Regions from separate parts of the Sus scrofa genome. Here regions 2 and 3 are each linked to region 1. The links are chromatin contacts, called in public Hi-C and promoter capture Hi-C maps. All regions are on one chromosome and are shown on one strand. The core of a region is the stretch at or near the end of the contact, and the rest is flanking DNA. Distances in the headings are between cores, read along the strand shown.

What was found. Promoter capture Hi-C pulls out the DNA fragments that hold promoters and counts their contacts. Hi-C and Micro-C count contacts between places; a contact is called where the count stands out from the background.
Region 2: a contact with region 1 is called in a Hi-C map of liver, with 1.9 times the contacts expected there. The contact joins the promoter of LMNA here to the promoter of MRPL24 in region 1. A contact is called at or near these places in 1 of 47 Hi-C or Micro-C datasets (liver) and 1 of 2 datasets of contacts at active chromatin or transcription factors (alveolar macrophages).
Region 3: a promoter capture Hi-C map of liver shows a contact between it and region 1, with 5 times the contacts expected there. The contact joins the promoter of UBQLN4 here to the promoter of MRPL24 in region 1. A contact is called at or near these places in 1 of 5 promoter capture datasets (liver), 2 of 47 Hi-C or Micro-C datasets (heart right ventricle and liver) and 1 of 2 datasets of contacts at active chromatin or transcription factors (skeletal muscle).

What each region holds. Positions count from the first base shown.
Region 1 is chr4:93,351,393-93,356,223 of Sscrofa11.1, reverse strand. MRPL24 (mitochondrial ribosomal protein L24) reads right to left here and starts at 3,195. Exons shown (of 6, transcript NM_001244448.1): 1 at 3,139-3,195. HDGF (hepatoma-derived growth factor) reads right to left here. Exons shown (of 6, transcript XM_013996955.2): 6 at 4,415-4,831.
Region 2 is chr4:93,923,136-93,927,916 of Sscrofa11.1, reverse strand. LMNA (lamin A/C) reads left to right here and starts at 1,633. Exons shown (of 13, transcript NM_001111257.2): 1 at 1,633-1,735.
Region 3 is chr4:93,974,959-93,979,880 of Sscrofa11.1, reverse strand. UBQLN4 (ubiquilin-4) reads right to left here and starts at 3,495. Exons shown (of 11, transcript XM_003125701.5): 1 at 3,294-3,495; 2 at 1,207-1,358; 3 at 483-700. The coding sequence starts at 3,401. LAMTOR2 (late endosomal/lysosomal adaptor, MAPK and MTOR activator 2) reads left to right here and starts at 4,320. Exons shown (of 4, transcript NM_001243627.1): 1 at 4,320-4,595; 2 at 4,902-4,922. The coding sequence starts at 4,528.

The DNA of each region.
Region 1 (4,831 bases), core at 1,946-4,445:
TACAGATTACAAAATAGACTCAGATGGAGTTCCCGTCGTGGCACAGTGGTTAACGAATCTGACTAGGAACCGTGAGGTTGCAGGTTCGATCCCTCACCTTGCTCAGTGGGTTAAGGATCTGGCATTGCCGTGAGCTGTGGTGTAGGCTGCAGACGCAGCTCGGATCCCGCGTTGCTGTGGCTCTGGCGTAGGCCAGCGGCTACAGCTCTGATTTGATCCCTAGCCTGGGAACCTCCATATGCCACGGGAGTGGCCCTAGAAAAGACAAAAAGACAAAAAAAAAAAAAAAAAAAAAAGACTCAGAGAGGTTAAGCGGTTTCTCAACGGTCATATAGCTACTATGTGGGAGAACTGGCATTCAAACCCACATACATGTGACACTGAAGTCCAAAAAGCTGGAGTACCATTCATGGTGTAGCGGAAATGAATCCAACTGGGAACCATGAGGTTGCAGGTTTGATCCCTGGCCTCACTCAGTGGGTTAAGGATCCAGCATTGCCATGAGCTATGGTGTAGGTTGTAGACGCACCTCGGATCTGGTGTTGCTGTGGCTGTGGCATAGGCCAGCAGCAATAGCTCCAATTAGACCCCTAGCCTGCGAACCTCCATATGCCACAGGTGTGGCCCTAAAAAAACAAAAGCCAAAAAAAAAAAAAGTCCAAAAAGTTAATTGAGTCCAGAGACTATATTATTTGGCTCACCTTTTTTTATTTTTATTTTTTTAAGGCCACACACTTTAAGCATACATTAGTTCCTAAACTAGGGGTTGAATCAGAGTTGCAGCTGTGGGCTACAGCCACACTGGATCTGAGCCATATCTGCAACCTTCACCACAGCTTGTGGCAATGCTGGATCCTTAACTCACTGGGTGATGCCAGGGATTGAACCCGCATCCTCACAGACACTATGTCAGGTTCTTAACCCGCTGAGCCACAATGGGAACTCCTCTAGCTCACCTCTGAATCCAGCAGATCCCTGTAGGGCTTGGCATGTAGTAGGTACTCAATAAAAAAGTCATTAAATAAATGTACCAAGAACAAGATGGGAAGCAAACAGGTAATGGACAAAAAACACTGGCATAAGACCAAAAGGAAGGCAGGTAGCAGAGATAAAAACTGAGGTTAAAATGTCCCTACATCACTTCCAATTCCTAATTTCAATGAGGAAATAACTACTTCTCCCTAAGATAGTTTCTTTCTAGAGGAAAAGGGTCCAGAGCCAGACTCTAGAATTAAAGTGTCCTAGATTTCCCAATTAGGTATGTATTTAAAGCCTCCCAATTTTGGATAATGGACTAAATCCATGGGGTGGTGAGAGAACTGAGGGCAAAAATAATAAATGCTGGAGTTCCCATTGTGGCTCACCAGTTAACAAACCCGACTAGTATCCTCGAGGACACGGGTTCAATCCCTAGTCTCACTCAGTGGGTTAAGGATCCAGTGTTGCTGTGAGCTGTGATGTAGGTAGCAGACCAGGCTTGGATCCAGCGTTGCTGGGGCTGTGGCGGGCGTAGGCCGGCAACTGTAGCTCAATTCAACCCCTAGCCTGGGAACTTCCATATGCTGAGGGTGCAGCCCTGAAAAAAAAAAAAAAAAAAAAAAAGTGCTTGGAGTTCCTATAGTGGCTCAGCAGAAAAAATCTGACTAGTATCCATGAGGACGCAGGTTTGATCCCTTGTCTTGCTCAGTTAGTTAAGAATCCAGTGTTGCCATGAGCTGTGGTACAGGTCACAGACGAGGCTCAGATCTGGCGTTGCTGTGGCTGTGGTGTAGGCCAGCAACTACAGTTCCAATTCGACCCCTAGCCTGGGAACCTCCATTTGCCGAGGATGCGGCCCTAAGAAGACTAACAACAACAAAAAAAAAGCGTTTCAGTTTATTGAGCACTTGCTACCTTCCAGGTACCATGCCAAGTGCTTTCCTGTATCATCTCATTTAAGCTCAAAGACAACTGACAAAGGAGGTACCACTGACCTTGTTTCATAACTAAGAAAGAAGCCTAACTTCAAAGTACAAATAAAGTGTGCTTTAATGACATAAAAAGCTCTGAACTGGGAGTCAGGCAACCTGGGTTCTAGTCCCTGCACCACCATCAACTTAATCTGTGACCTTAGGCAACTTGACTTCTGAGCTTCGGTTTAATTATCTGTAACATCTTAGAGGGTCGTTTCTGTCACTCAAAGTGTGTTTAATGTTTTAACAAAGCAAGCCACAGAATCATTTGGATAATATTATTCCTTTTGCACAAATTTTAAAATATATATATGTCCTGTCCCAGGCATAAATATTGACGAGAAGGAAACAGAAAACAACTAAAGTACTTGTTTTGGAGAAGAGGAAGTCTGGAAGGGCTGTTACTTTCCATCTTGTTCCTTCCCATAACGTTTCTAACCACGTGTACTTGAAAAAAAAAAAAAAATTATCAACCGGTTCATCTGAACAGTGAGATATTATTGGGTCATTTTTCTTCTCTCTACTTCTTAATTTAATACGAAAAAGAAATGACCTAATTTTATTTTCAAACTAAAGCTGGATGAATGTTACGAGTCTCAAGGTTCCTATTCAGAAGAATCAAAAAATGCTTTGGAAGCACTACCATGTGACAGATCCAATGCTGGGAACTTCACTATTCCTGGCATTTGATCTTCACACTGCTGTCTGGGGAGGTGGACAGGAGACAAGGAAACCAAGGCCCTGAGAACAGGTCATTTGCCCTAGCTCATACAGGTTGAGAGGAGCGGAGCCAATTTTTAAAGACTCCTGCGTGACATCCCTTAACCTCTGCCATTCTAGAGCCGAAGCTCTGGGGGGAGATCCCAGAAGCAGGCCCCCTAAATCTTTCCCTTCTTTGCCTCCAAACCCTGGAGATGCTGGTGCCCCTTCCGCAGTGAAGCTTTCATGGCGGAGAGCGTCTGCTCCCTCAGGCCTCGGTTCCTAAGGCTTTCCCCCCGAGTCCCATCCTAGGTGAGGGAGACGTCCAGTCCCCAGCAGTCTTCAGCACCCACCCGTTCCAAGCTTCCGATGCAGGGAGACCCCGGAGGAGGCGGCTGACCCGTGCCGGGGCAAAGGAAGGCCCTTCCCACTCTCGCCTCCAGACTAGTCCAGAGGTGCTATCACCTCTAGGCCACAAAGCCCTCACCTCCGCTTCCCGCTGAGTCGCAGAGCCTCCGCCTGCTCCCCCTGCACACGGGACCTTAGCCCCACCCGTCCCCTTCTCGGCTTTCTGGGAAATGGAGTCTTAATTGTACAACTGACGCTCAACAACGCAATAACGCACAGCCTCTCTGCATGCTGGGAGTTGTAGTCCGTCGCTACGAAGCACGAGAGAAAAAGGAAATTTGGCCGAGGAGGAAATCAAGGCAGCGTAAGAGCACCGTGAAGCATGTCGGGAGTTGAAGGCAAAGATGGATAGGCTGCCGGGCCTGGCACATTTCTGCACATGCTCTGCGTGGAGACCTCTGGGAATTGTAGTTACTAGAGACGATGGCTCCATTTTCTAGGTGATTGCGGCTTCCTATTCAAAGCAGAGGGCCTGCCTTTCTCATGAGGCTGCACTCCGAATATTTTCGCCACCCGCCCTTCTCCGCTAGCAGGGGTTAAGGCAGATGACAGAAATAACATTGGCTTTCTAAAATAAGAGATGAAACGTGGGCACTTCAGTGCCAGTCGATGATCTAGTCACAAAATGTCAGACTAGAGGAAACCTCAGGATCTAATCCAGCTATTCCACTTAATTAAGGAGTACTGGGAGGATTTCACGCTGTCAACCTCCTGGCCCCTAATCACCGGTTAAGAGTGGCAGGCATCCCTAGCTTTGCCCTTGAAGGACAAAGTTGTTTCTACAACCAGCCTCAGCCTCGACACCCCCACTTCCCTGGCCATCAGAGGCTGTGGCTTATAATGTCGCCCTTTCACACCCACTCTTTATGCAAATTTTTTTTTTTTTTTTTTTTTGCTTTTTAAAGGCCACACCCTAGGCATATGGAGGTTCCCAGGGTAGGATCCAATTGGAACTATAGCTGCCGGCCACAGCCACAGCATGTCTGAGCTGTGTCTGCCACCTACACCACAGTTCATGGCAACACCAGATCCTTAACCCACTGAGCAAGGCCAGGGATCCAACCCCAAACCTCATGGTTCCTAGTTGGATTTGTTTCCACTGCACCATAATGGGAACTCCTTGTGCAAACCTTTTTTTTTTAACTTTCCCAGGTGCTGATGGGTGACACTGGTAAACAGTGGCCAGGCAGAAGTAGAATACCGGGCATAGTATTATATAATTTTACCCTCATGTAGAATTTTAGAGAATGGAAGAGGCTGACACCCCTTACCTCAATCTAAGTGGACTTGGAAATCATTTGCGCCCCCCCCAATCTGTTAACCAATACAACCCCAAAGAATCAGTCAAAATCCAATGTAGTAATCAATGGGTTTTATTTTCCTATAACTGAAATCATCTACGGTTCTCAGAGCTAAACTTCAAAGCTACAGTCAGCAATTTTTCATCAGAGCCCAAGGGAGAGGGGCAAGGGTGAAAGAGACAAGAGACGGAAGAGGCAGAGAGACCACTAGAAAGAGGTTGGGAGAGGGCGCTTAATTCCCTCTGGCCTCTCGGTGGGTTACAAATCTGATCTGGTGACGACACTGAGGGGACCAGATGCGGGTATGTGGATGGGAAATGACACCAGAAGGAACACCAAAGCCTCAGCTACAAAAAGAAAAGTCATCAAGCCCCAAACAGAAGGGGAGCCTCCCAGTGCACCTCAGAAATGGGAGCAACATTGGGGAAGAAAGGAGCAGAGTGGGGGGGGCGGCACACAAAGGGGTTGGGG
Region 2 (4,781 bases), core at 384-2,883, 570 kb before region 1:
CAGCTGTGCCGAGCTCCAGGCAGGGAGAGGAGAGGGCATGCGGGATGTTTTGAGGACGTCCCATCCATCCTCCCCGCCAAGGCCAGGAAGCTCCGCTTCAGGAAGCCAGCCCCATTTTCACCTCCTTTGGGGATGGGATTGAGGGAATCATGGCCAAGAGGAAACAGATGCCCTCTTGGCCCCTCCCTGGGCAGCCTGAGAGCACACCAGCCTCAGGCCACTCGTGCATCCTGTCCCTCCCAGCCAGGTCCCTGCTGCCCTACCGCTGCTCCAGTGGCTCCCCCATTACCTGCCACTCAGGGGTCAAGGGCCAAAGTGAAGTGGGCTCTCAGGGAGCCCTGTAAGCTTTGGATTTACTAGACAAAGAGGGCAATTGGGGTGTTACTCTGGGGCTAGCCTGTGGGCTGGCATAGGGATAGTGGGACAGGGGAATCTGGGGAGCTGGATCAAGGCAGGTCTAGAAAGGAGGGGGTTGGCTTGCATGATGTCCTTAGACTCCTCCCAGCTCTGAAGTTCTGGCTTCTAAGCAATGACTGATGAAGCACTGGCCCAAGGCAGTCCCTTCCATCCCATGGAGTCTCCCTCCAGGAGCTCCTGACCTTGGCCAAGGCCCTGCCCATCCACCTGCCACACGTGGCCGCCACTAATCCAGAAGTGCCCTTTGATCTGTTCCCCCATCAGGAAATCTCCTGCAGATTAACCACCATCCTCCCCGGGGAGAATTTGCTTTCCCAGTTGACCTCCCTGGGGTGAGTGCCAAGGGCTAGCCTTGGAAGGGGACCCTGAGGAACTTAGGGGCTGCAGGGGCTGGGAACCCAGGTTGGTTTTATGGTGAGGCTAAGCAAGGTGAAGCTCAGGGATCCACAGTGGCACAGGCCTTCCCAAGACCCTTAGAGGAGCCTGACCAGGTTTCCACGTGTTCACTTATCTGTGTGAAATCTGTAAAAGATATTCTCATATTTTTAAGATAGAGCCTCCCCACAAAAATTGGATGGACACTTAGGAAGACCAACTGTCCGGTTTTGCCAGGAACTGTTCGGGTTTGAGCACTGCAAGGCCCTTGTCCTAGGAAACTCCTCAGTGCTCTGCAAACAGGACAGGTGGCCACTAGTTTCAGGCCCCACATTGGGTAACGTTTGCTCAGCACCTGGACTGGGGGTGGGGGGGGAAACAGGGATCCTTTTCTGCCTCACTTCCTGGAAGCCTCTCGGCGCCTAGGGCTTGGGGACCCTTTTCGCCGGCCCCAGTTCTGGAGTTGTGGCGCTTCTGTTTGTTTCCTTGGCAACAGGGAGAGGAAACCCCCATTTAGGAGACCCGGGAGGCCCCGGCAACCACACACACACAGACACACACAGACTCACAGGCAGCCGCCCACACGCAGGCGCCTGCGTCAGAACCAGCCGTCAGCACTGCCCGCCTCCGGGCGGCGGGGGCGGGGGGGCGGGAGAGGAACCACCCCGCCGGAGTCCGGAGTCGCCCTACCAGCCCGAACCGATCTGCCCTGGAGGGAACAAGCCCCGTCCCCTTGGCTCCGCCCACGTCTCCGGGGCCCCGCCCCTTCCTACGTCTACCTCCCCTCCCCCACCCTCACCAGGTGGGGCGGGGCCAAAGCTGGGAGATAGGGAGCAGAGAGGACGAAGTCACTGCGGAATTCCTCTTTGGCTCTTGTCTGGTGTGTACCGTGGCAGTATTTTGGTGTGTATTGTGACGGTTCCAGGAAGCCTGAGGCTCACAGGTGGGGCGGCTCTCTGGGCCCATTTGAGTGGGGGATGGGGTTTGGAATGTCGGGCAGGGACTCCTGGGCAGACTCTCGGATTTTGCTGTTGGATGGAGCTCCTTTGGGGTCTGGACTGAAGGGAGGTGGGATGTAGTTAACCTGGAGGCAAATCCCTGGAGTTTGGGACCTGCTTCTGTCTCTTGTTGTGTGGCCTGGAGCATATCAGTTAACCTGGCCCAAGTCTCAATCTCCGTATCTGTATAATGGGCATCATGGTGTTTGCTTTGTGCATCTCAGAGAGGTTTGAGAGGGTTAAGGTAGTAATCTGGATTGTGAAAAGATGACACCTGGGAGACCTGCCCAGCCAAATGTGAAGTGTAAAGGGTTGGTTCTGTGCTCATTATCTAGCGGCCCTGTCTGGCCTGGCTGGAGCACCCAGGGAAGATAGCCAGCCCTACACTGACCCCTGCAACCCCTGCCTCATCATGGTAGCGATAATGCCCATCCCTTGAGGTCGATTAGCCCCTTCCAGTATGTCCAGAGTGATGTCCTGTCTCCTACAGTAGTGTGAAATAGGGTCCGAGTACTATTTGGGGGTTTCTGGCTGTGTTTGGGCAAATCTTAGCTTCTCCAGCCTGAGAAGCCCACTTTGTAAAGAGAGGGGTTTAATTCTCAGAGCCCTGGGGGCCTCTTAGGGGAGGGGCAAAGGATCACCAGGCAGGGGTCCCTAAACTTCCCTGCTAGAGAGACTCTGCCTCTGTCATTTAGTATATTGGGCTTTTGGGGTGAAATTTCATTCAAATGAGGGGTTCACTGGCTTTACAAAAGGCCATCAAACACGCTCCTTCTGAGGGCCTTCCCAGCTAAACTAAGCCAAGCTAATTGTTCTAAGCCTGCATCATTCCATCTAGCTGGGTCCGGATGGGAAGAAGGCAGTTACTCAGCTGGACTATCTTAGGTCAATTAGTCAACTTCTCGGAGTTTGGGTTTTTGGTATATAAAATGCAGATAATAATACCTTCCTCATAAGGCTGAAGTCAAGATGAAGTGGGATCAGCCCCACATGGCCCCTAGCCCAGTGCCTGGTATGTGGCAGCTACTTAAAGAACAGCCAGGTCCTTCCATACCACCTGTGCAGGAGTGACTCAGCAGTTCAACAGGTGTTTAGTACTTGACCCTGTGATCAAAGAATGAATAAGACAGGGACCCTCCCTCCAAGCACTCTAGGGAGTTCCTGTTGTGGCTCAGGGGAAACAAACCTGACTAGTATCCATAGGGATGCAAGTTTGATCCCTGGCTTCGCTCAGTGGGTTAAGGTAATCCATCGCTGCTGTGAGCTGTGGTGCAGGTTGCAGACGTGGCTCAGATCTGGCATGGCTGTGGCTGTGGTGTAGGCCAGCAGCTACAGCTCCAATAGGACCCCTAGCCTGGGAACCTCCATATGCTGTGGCTGTTGCCCTAAAAAGACAAAAAAAAAAAAAAAAAAAACCAACCCAGAAACATTATAAAGGGATTCCCAAACCATAGCCTTGACTCTCCAAATCACCCCCTATTTCCTAGACCCTCTCCCAAAGAGTCACCCCTTCCCACCCCTGTGGGGGCGTATAACTGTCTCCCAATGGCCTAGGTCCCACTGGAATCCTCCTCTCTCCCACTCCTACCTGTCCAGAATTACAGCCTGACAGCTAAGTGCTTGGCTTTCAGAGCAGGCCCACCTGTATCACAATCCCAGTTCTGCTACTAATCATATGACCTTATACAAGTGTTTCTCAACTGGATGTGATTTTGCCCCACAGGAGACATTTGGCACCTTCTGAAGACATTTTTGATTGTCATAACTGGGGGCAGAGGGCTAGGGATACAGCAAAACATCCCATATGCTTAGACCCACCCCTCACAGCAAAGAATTATCTGGCCTAAAATGTCAAGAGTGCCAGCTTTGAGAAACCCTGCCTTAGATGAATAATTTAACCTCCTTAGACTTCAGTGTCCCCATCTGTAAAATAGGACTAATAGTAGTGTTTACCTTATAGATCTATTGCATAGGTTCAACAAAGTCACGCAAATACCTAGTGTCTAATAATAGTAGTTACTCCACACATCCTCCCTACACAAATCATTATTAGAATGCCTCTGGAATCCCTCCTGGCTGCACCCTTCTGCTGAGCCCGCTCCGTTTAGCTTGCCTCTTGCCAAGGCCTGTGCCTCTGACTCCTTCCTCGCTGGTCTCAATGCCTCCCTCCTCTCCTTATTGAGCAGCCAGAATCCTTTCCCTCAGACCCCCGTCCCCAAACCAGGCAGGAGGCTGCCTCCATCTCCCCCTTCTCCCATCCTGCCTCTCCTCCTGCCTCACCTCCAGTGTCTCCCTGCTCAGCTCAGCTGTGCACCCTCAGCTCTTTCCCGCCTCACAACCTCTGCACAGACTTCCTCCCCCAGCACCAGTCCACCCCCGCTCCTCCCACGTGTCCTGACAAAGTGGCATAAGATAGTGAAGAAGTCCTGGAGCAGGCAGCCTGGTCCGAGTTCTGAGCTTGGCCTCTCGCTTACTGTCTGGTTTTGGGAATGTCAGCCTCAGCTGTAAAACAGGGACATGTTCTCCAGTCTATGAGGTGGTTTGGGAACCAAGATGAGAATGTATGTGAAAACTTGCAGCTGTAAAGAGCATCAAGGTATAAGTCACCCAGTTTATTGAGCATTGTCCCTTTTTTTTTTTTTTGTCTTTTTTTGCCTTTCCTAGGGCTGCTCCCTATGGTGGGTCCCAGGCTAGGGGTCGAATTGGAGCTGTAGCCACCAGCCTACGCCAGGGCCACAGCAATGTGGGATCTGAGCTGCGTCTGCAACCTGCACCACAGCTCATGGCAACGCCGGATCCTTAACCCACTGAACAAGGCCAGGGATTGAACCTGCAACCTCATGGTTCCTAGTTGGATTCGTTAACCACTGCGCCACAACGGGAACTCCAAGCATTGTCCCATTTTATTTTCATAGCCCTCACCATCTTCTAACAGATTATAAATTTTGTCTTTTATTTATGGACCATCTCCCTCCACTAGGATGTCAGCTC
Region 3 (4,922 bases), core at 2,246-4,745, 620 kb before region 1:
CTGCTTCTCACATCTCCCTTTGCCAGTCATTTCCACAGCCCCAGCCCTGATCTGCTGCTGGCAGAGAGATGTGAGCCTACTAGACCAAAACCTCTTTGATGGCAAAGGCTGACAGTCAGGCACAGCACTGAGCACAGAGAGGGCAACTGGTGATGGCCTAGTGAATGAGCAAATAAATATTCCCCAACTGGCCACTGTTAACCCACTTTCCCCAAACACCAATATCCTCACCTAGGGTTCCACGTATCCCCAGCCCCATATTCCTCCTCATGCTTAACATTTTGCCATGCTCCTTCTTCTGGGAAGCCCTCAGAGACTGGTTTCCTGTCCCATTTGGCTCAAGTACCACTGTCTGGAACCCTATGTCCAGGGGTCCCCTATCTCCACTGGGCCAGGAACAGGGACTATATTTTCTCCTCCTCCTGGCTTTCCCCAACTCCCCAGCCCCGAACAGGACAGTGCCCTCCTTCCTAAGGGCTTACAGAGTATGGATGCAGTGGCACTGGGAGGTCCCTCCCCAGTCCCTGGGGAGGGACCTCCTCCACTGCTCCTTCGGCTTCCACTGCCAGTATCCGAAGCGGCACTGCCAGAGGTGGAGGGCTGGGCAGGGGTGGCGGGTGAAGCAGGCGTGGTGGAGGGTGCTGAGGCTGGGTCTGGAGTGGAAGGGGAAGAAGCAGTGGCAGTGGTCTGATCTTGAGCCCTGAGGACAGAAAGAAAAATCCTAGTTGAAGCGAACACAAAAGGGAAGACAAGGATTTCTGTTTGCTATGCAGCTAGGGCCCTAACTTCCTAAGCAACCCTGAGGCTAAGGCAGGGTAGTGCTGCAGGGAATCAGTAAATCAGACAGAGGGAGAGAAGAGCCTTTTTTTGGGCCACACCCACAGCATGTGGAAGTTCCAGGGCCAAGGATTGAACCTGCCCCACAGCAGTGACCCAAGCCGCTGCAGTGACAATGCCGAATCCTTAACCCACTAAGCCACCAGGGAACTCCAGGATCCTCTATCTTCGGGGCATTCAGGGAGAGGTAAGTCAGGTTCCTTTCCCCTGGAGATGAGCTCACAGGGCTTTCTGGCAATCCATCCAAGAGGCACCTTCCTGGGCCTTGGCAAAGGCCTTAGATGTACAGTGGAACTACGGGTGACAAAGCATCAGTGGGGGTAAAAAAAGCCCAACCCGAAGCTGGACCTGCTCCTCTCCTGAACTTACTTCTGAGGGGTCTTGATGACCAGATGGACAGTGAGCCCATCCTTGATCCCATGCTGGTTCAATGTGTCCCCATCCTTGAGGATCTTGCCCGCGAAGATCAGGACCAGCTGATCCTGCTGAGCCTTAAATCTCCGGGAGATTTCCTCTTTGAACTGTGATCAAGAGGCAAAGGTCACTGTGGAGGCTGCCTGGGCTCCACCAACAAGGGACTCTGCCGCTTCTTCAAGAGCCTCTGCTCTAGTCTTGGGAAGTCCTTTCAGCGGTTCTAATTCCACTCCTCTAGTTGCAATAAGCAGCTCCTTTCTGAAGGAGCTGGACTAGAGAGAGCTCTACCCTGGGGACTCCCACCCTAGAAACCCTTTGCTCCTTCTTCTTTTTTTTTTTTTTGTCTTTTTAGGGCTGCACCCGCAGTGTATGGAAGTTCCCAGGCTAGGGGTCGAATTGGAGCTGCACCTGCTGACCTATGCCACAGCCACAGCAACTCGGGATCTGAGCTGCATCTGCGGCTTACACCACAGCTTACGGCAACAATGGATCCCCAACCCAATGAGCGAGGCCAGGGATCGAACCCGTGTCCTCGTGGATACTAGTTGGGTTCATTACCACTGAGCCACGAAGGGAACTCCAAGAAAGACTTCACTTCTATCTGCCACTCCATCTTCAGTCCCTCCACCCAGTTCCCCGTGAGGGTACTGCCTAGGCAGTTCTCACCATCCCAACTCCTTCAACAGCCTTGGGCCCAGGCCCTGTCTCCCTTCAGCCTTCTCTTCTCAGACCCCAAGTCTTTTTCCTCTCTTTATTTCCAGTGTTCTTGTGACAATGATGATAAACAGATCCCACTTATTTATTTAGGTATTTACATATTTATTGGCCACATTCACAGCATGCAGAAGTTCCTGGACCAGGGTTCGAACCCAAGCCACACAGTGACCTGAGCCAAAGCAGTGACAACGCCAGACCCTTAACCAGCTGACCCTTAACCAGTTACCAGGTAACACGTTATTTATAAAAGCACTAACCATTCAGAGTCTAAATCCCATGAGATACATGTTAACAATTATCTCCATTTTAAAGACAAGAAAACTGAGAATCAAAGCAGTTAGGAAACTTGCCCCGGGCAGACTGGAACTTAGGCCTCGATACCGAAGCCCAAGCTCTGAACCAAAAACATGGATCCTCTCAACTAGAGCTGATACCAAATTCAGCTTTGCAGCGAAAATGATTTCAATTCTGGAATGGAGTCATTTTATAAGGTTGGGGGAAGGGCAATAATGGCACTAAAAGCTGGCTTGGAAAGAGTTAAGACTCTACATCTATCCGCAACCCCCCTACCAACCCAAACTTACACTCTAAGTAAAAACAGTGCACTTGCTAAGCAAAGGCAGCTTCCAGATCCCTCCTTCCCAACCAGAAAGCCTATCTTAGCCCCGCCTCTGTGAAATTCTGGAGCCGCCACAGGCGGGTGGTGAACACAGCAATATTCCCTCATTCAGTCATTCACCACATTTTTCTTGAGCACCTACTGCACCTTGTGTAAATCCCAGAGGGGCTGAGAACCAAACGCAACTACCTTGATTTGAAAGAGTAGCAAAGATCCCGGCAGAGGGAAATCCTCCCCCCGCACCGGCCGGGCGTCAGAATGCTGGGCGTTCTCTGAGACGCACAGTAGAAGCCTGGAGCTTTCCTCGCCTGCGCCCCGCGCCCACTATCCGGCCTCCGCACCTTGCCCGGCTCCCACCCTGCCTCAGCGCCTCGAACCCCCGCTAGTAAGCGGCGCAAACACTCCTCTCCAACACAGGGTCCTTCCCCCTTGCCTGTGCAAGGTGTCCTCTTCCAACTCCACCACGCCCCCAGACCAGGCCACAAGGCAAACCCCGGCCTCCCTTCCCAAACACGCGCCACGCTACCCCGGATCGACCTCGCAGGACGCCCCCTACCCGCCGCCTCTTCCCTCCCGCTTCCCCGAGTGCCTGCTGGGCCCCCGCCCTCCTCTCCCCGGCCCTCCCATACGCCCGACGGTCTCAGAGACACCCCCCTCTTCACAGACCACTCCTCCGCACCCCCCCAATCCCCACCACCCGTACTACCTCCTTGACCGAGGCTCGATCGCAGATCACAATTTCCTCCTTGTCCTTAGGGGTCTTGACGGTGACCCGAATCGGGGGCCTCGTCTCGGCCCCGCTCGGCTCCGCCATGCCGCCGCCGCCGCCGCCACCCGGCCGCCCGCCAGCCCGCCCCGGCTCCTCCTCCTCCCCGCCCGCCCGGCGGTGCTCGGCTCCGGCGCCTCCAACACTCCCCTCTCCCCTCCCCTCCCCAAGGCTTCACCGCCCCCTCCGGACCAGCCGCAGCCACAGCGCCCCGGGCGGACCGGGGGGGCCACTGCAGCGGGGTCCGCCCAGGGCCGAGCCCGGGGTCTGCAGCCTGGGCAGGGCCTTGCTGGGCGGCGGCCCCCAAAGGGGCTGCTCCGGACAGGGGCGGGAAGCAAACTCTCCGGGAGAGACCACCGCCCGTGGTAGCCGGTCCGAGTCGCGCTGAGGTGCCAACCCCCCGCCCCCGGGCCCAAAGCTACCCGCCCCCTCCGCGACTAACTCTTTCTCCGGGACAAAGGACTTTCTGTGTCGCCGCTTTATCTCCGTTCCCTATGATAACTGGTCTTTCTTGGAAAGCCCAAATCCTTTCCAGGCCTGAGGCTTCTCCCGACTTGGAGGCTGAATTTTCCACTTCTGGATATCTACCTAAAACCTCTTCTGTAGGATTGACTTAATTCCCCTGAGGGTAGCGGCCTCCAAGAAGTCTATTCAGTACAGTTCCAGAGACCTGGATTTTTGCCTGCATGGCCTTTCTGAGCCTATTTCCTCAATAGCATCTATCTCCTCATCTCACAGAATTATGCATAATGTAGAAAATTGCTTTGAGAAGTAACCCAAGGTATGCCTGACAAGTATAGGAATTTTGTTTTCTTTTAATTACTGAATCGTGGATTGTCAAGCAGATATGACTCCTCTGCCCGAGAGGGTTAAATGTCCTTCCAGTACTGCCACTATCCTTTTACTCCCGCTCTTTTCCCCCATAACCGCGTGGTCTCACTGGAAAGGCGAACTGTAGTTCCCAGGGTGCCTCGCGAAGCTTCGAGGAACTACAATTCCCAGCGCCCCCCGCGGTGAGGCGGGGTTGAGTCAGAACCGCACAGTCAGGCCAGGAAACTACAACTCCCAGGAGTTCTGGAGCCGGGCAGCTGGACTACGGGAAGCGGCAGGCGGAGGCCAGTTATAGGAAACTCCGGGATCAGGTTGTGAAAGCCCAGGGTTAGGAGCCACAGGCATGCTGCGTCCCAAGGCTTTGACCCAGGTGCTAAGCCAAGCTAACACTGGAGGTGTCCAGAGCACCCTGTGAGTGCGGACCGAGAGGCCGAGCGGCGAGCACTGGAGTGGGGCTGCGCGCGGCTCTCCGAGGGAGGGGTGGGGAAGGCTCTCTGGGAAGGGAGGAGGTGGCAGAGGGGGCAGCCTTTGGGTGAACCGGCGAGAGGGCCACTCTTGAAAGAGAAACTGACGTGCTGGGTGTTTGGGGCATGTTCTAGGACACACTCAACCCAGACCCTTGCTTTCTAGGAGCGCCGGTGGGCGAGTTGGGATGGAAAGTCAGGTATTTTACTCCCCATCCTGAGCACGTTGATATCCGTTCTGATGCTTTTCCAGGCTGCTGAATAACGAGGGATC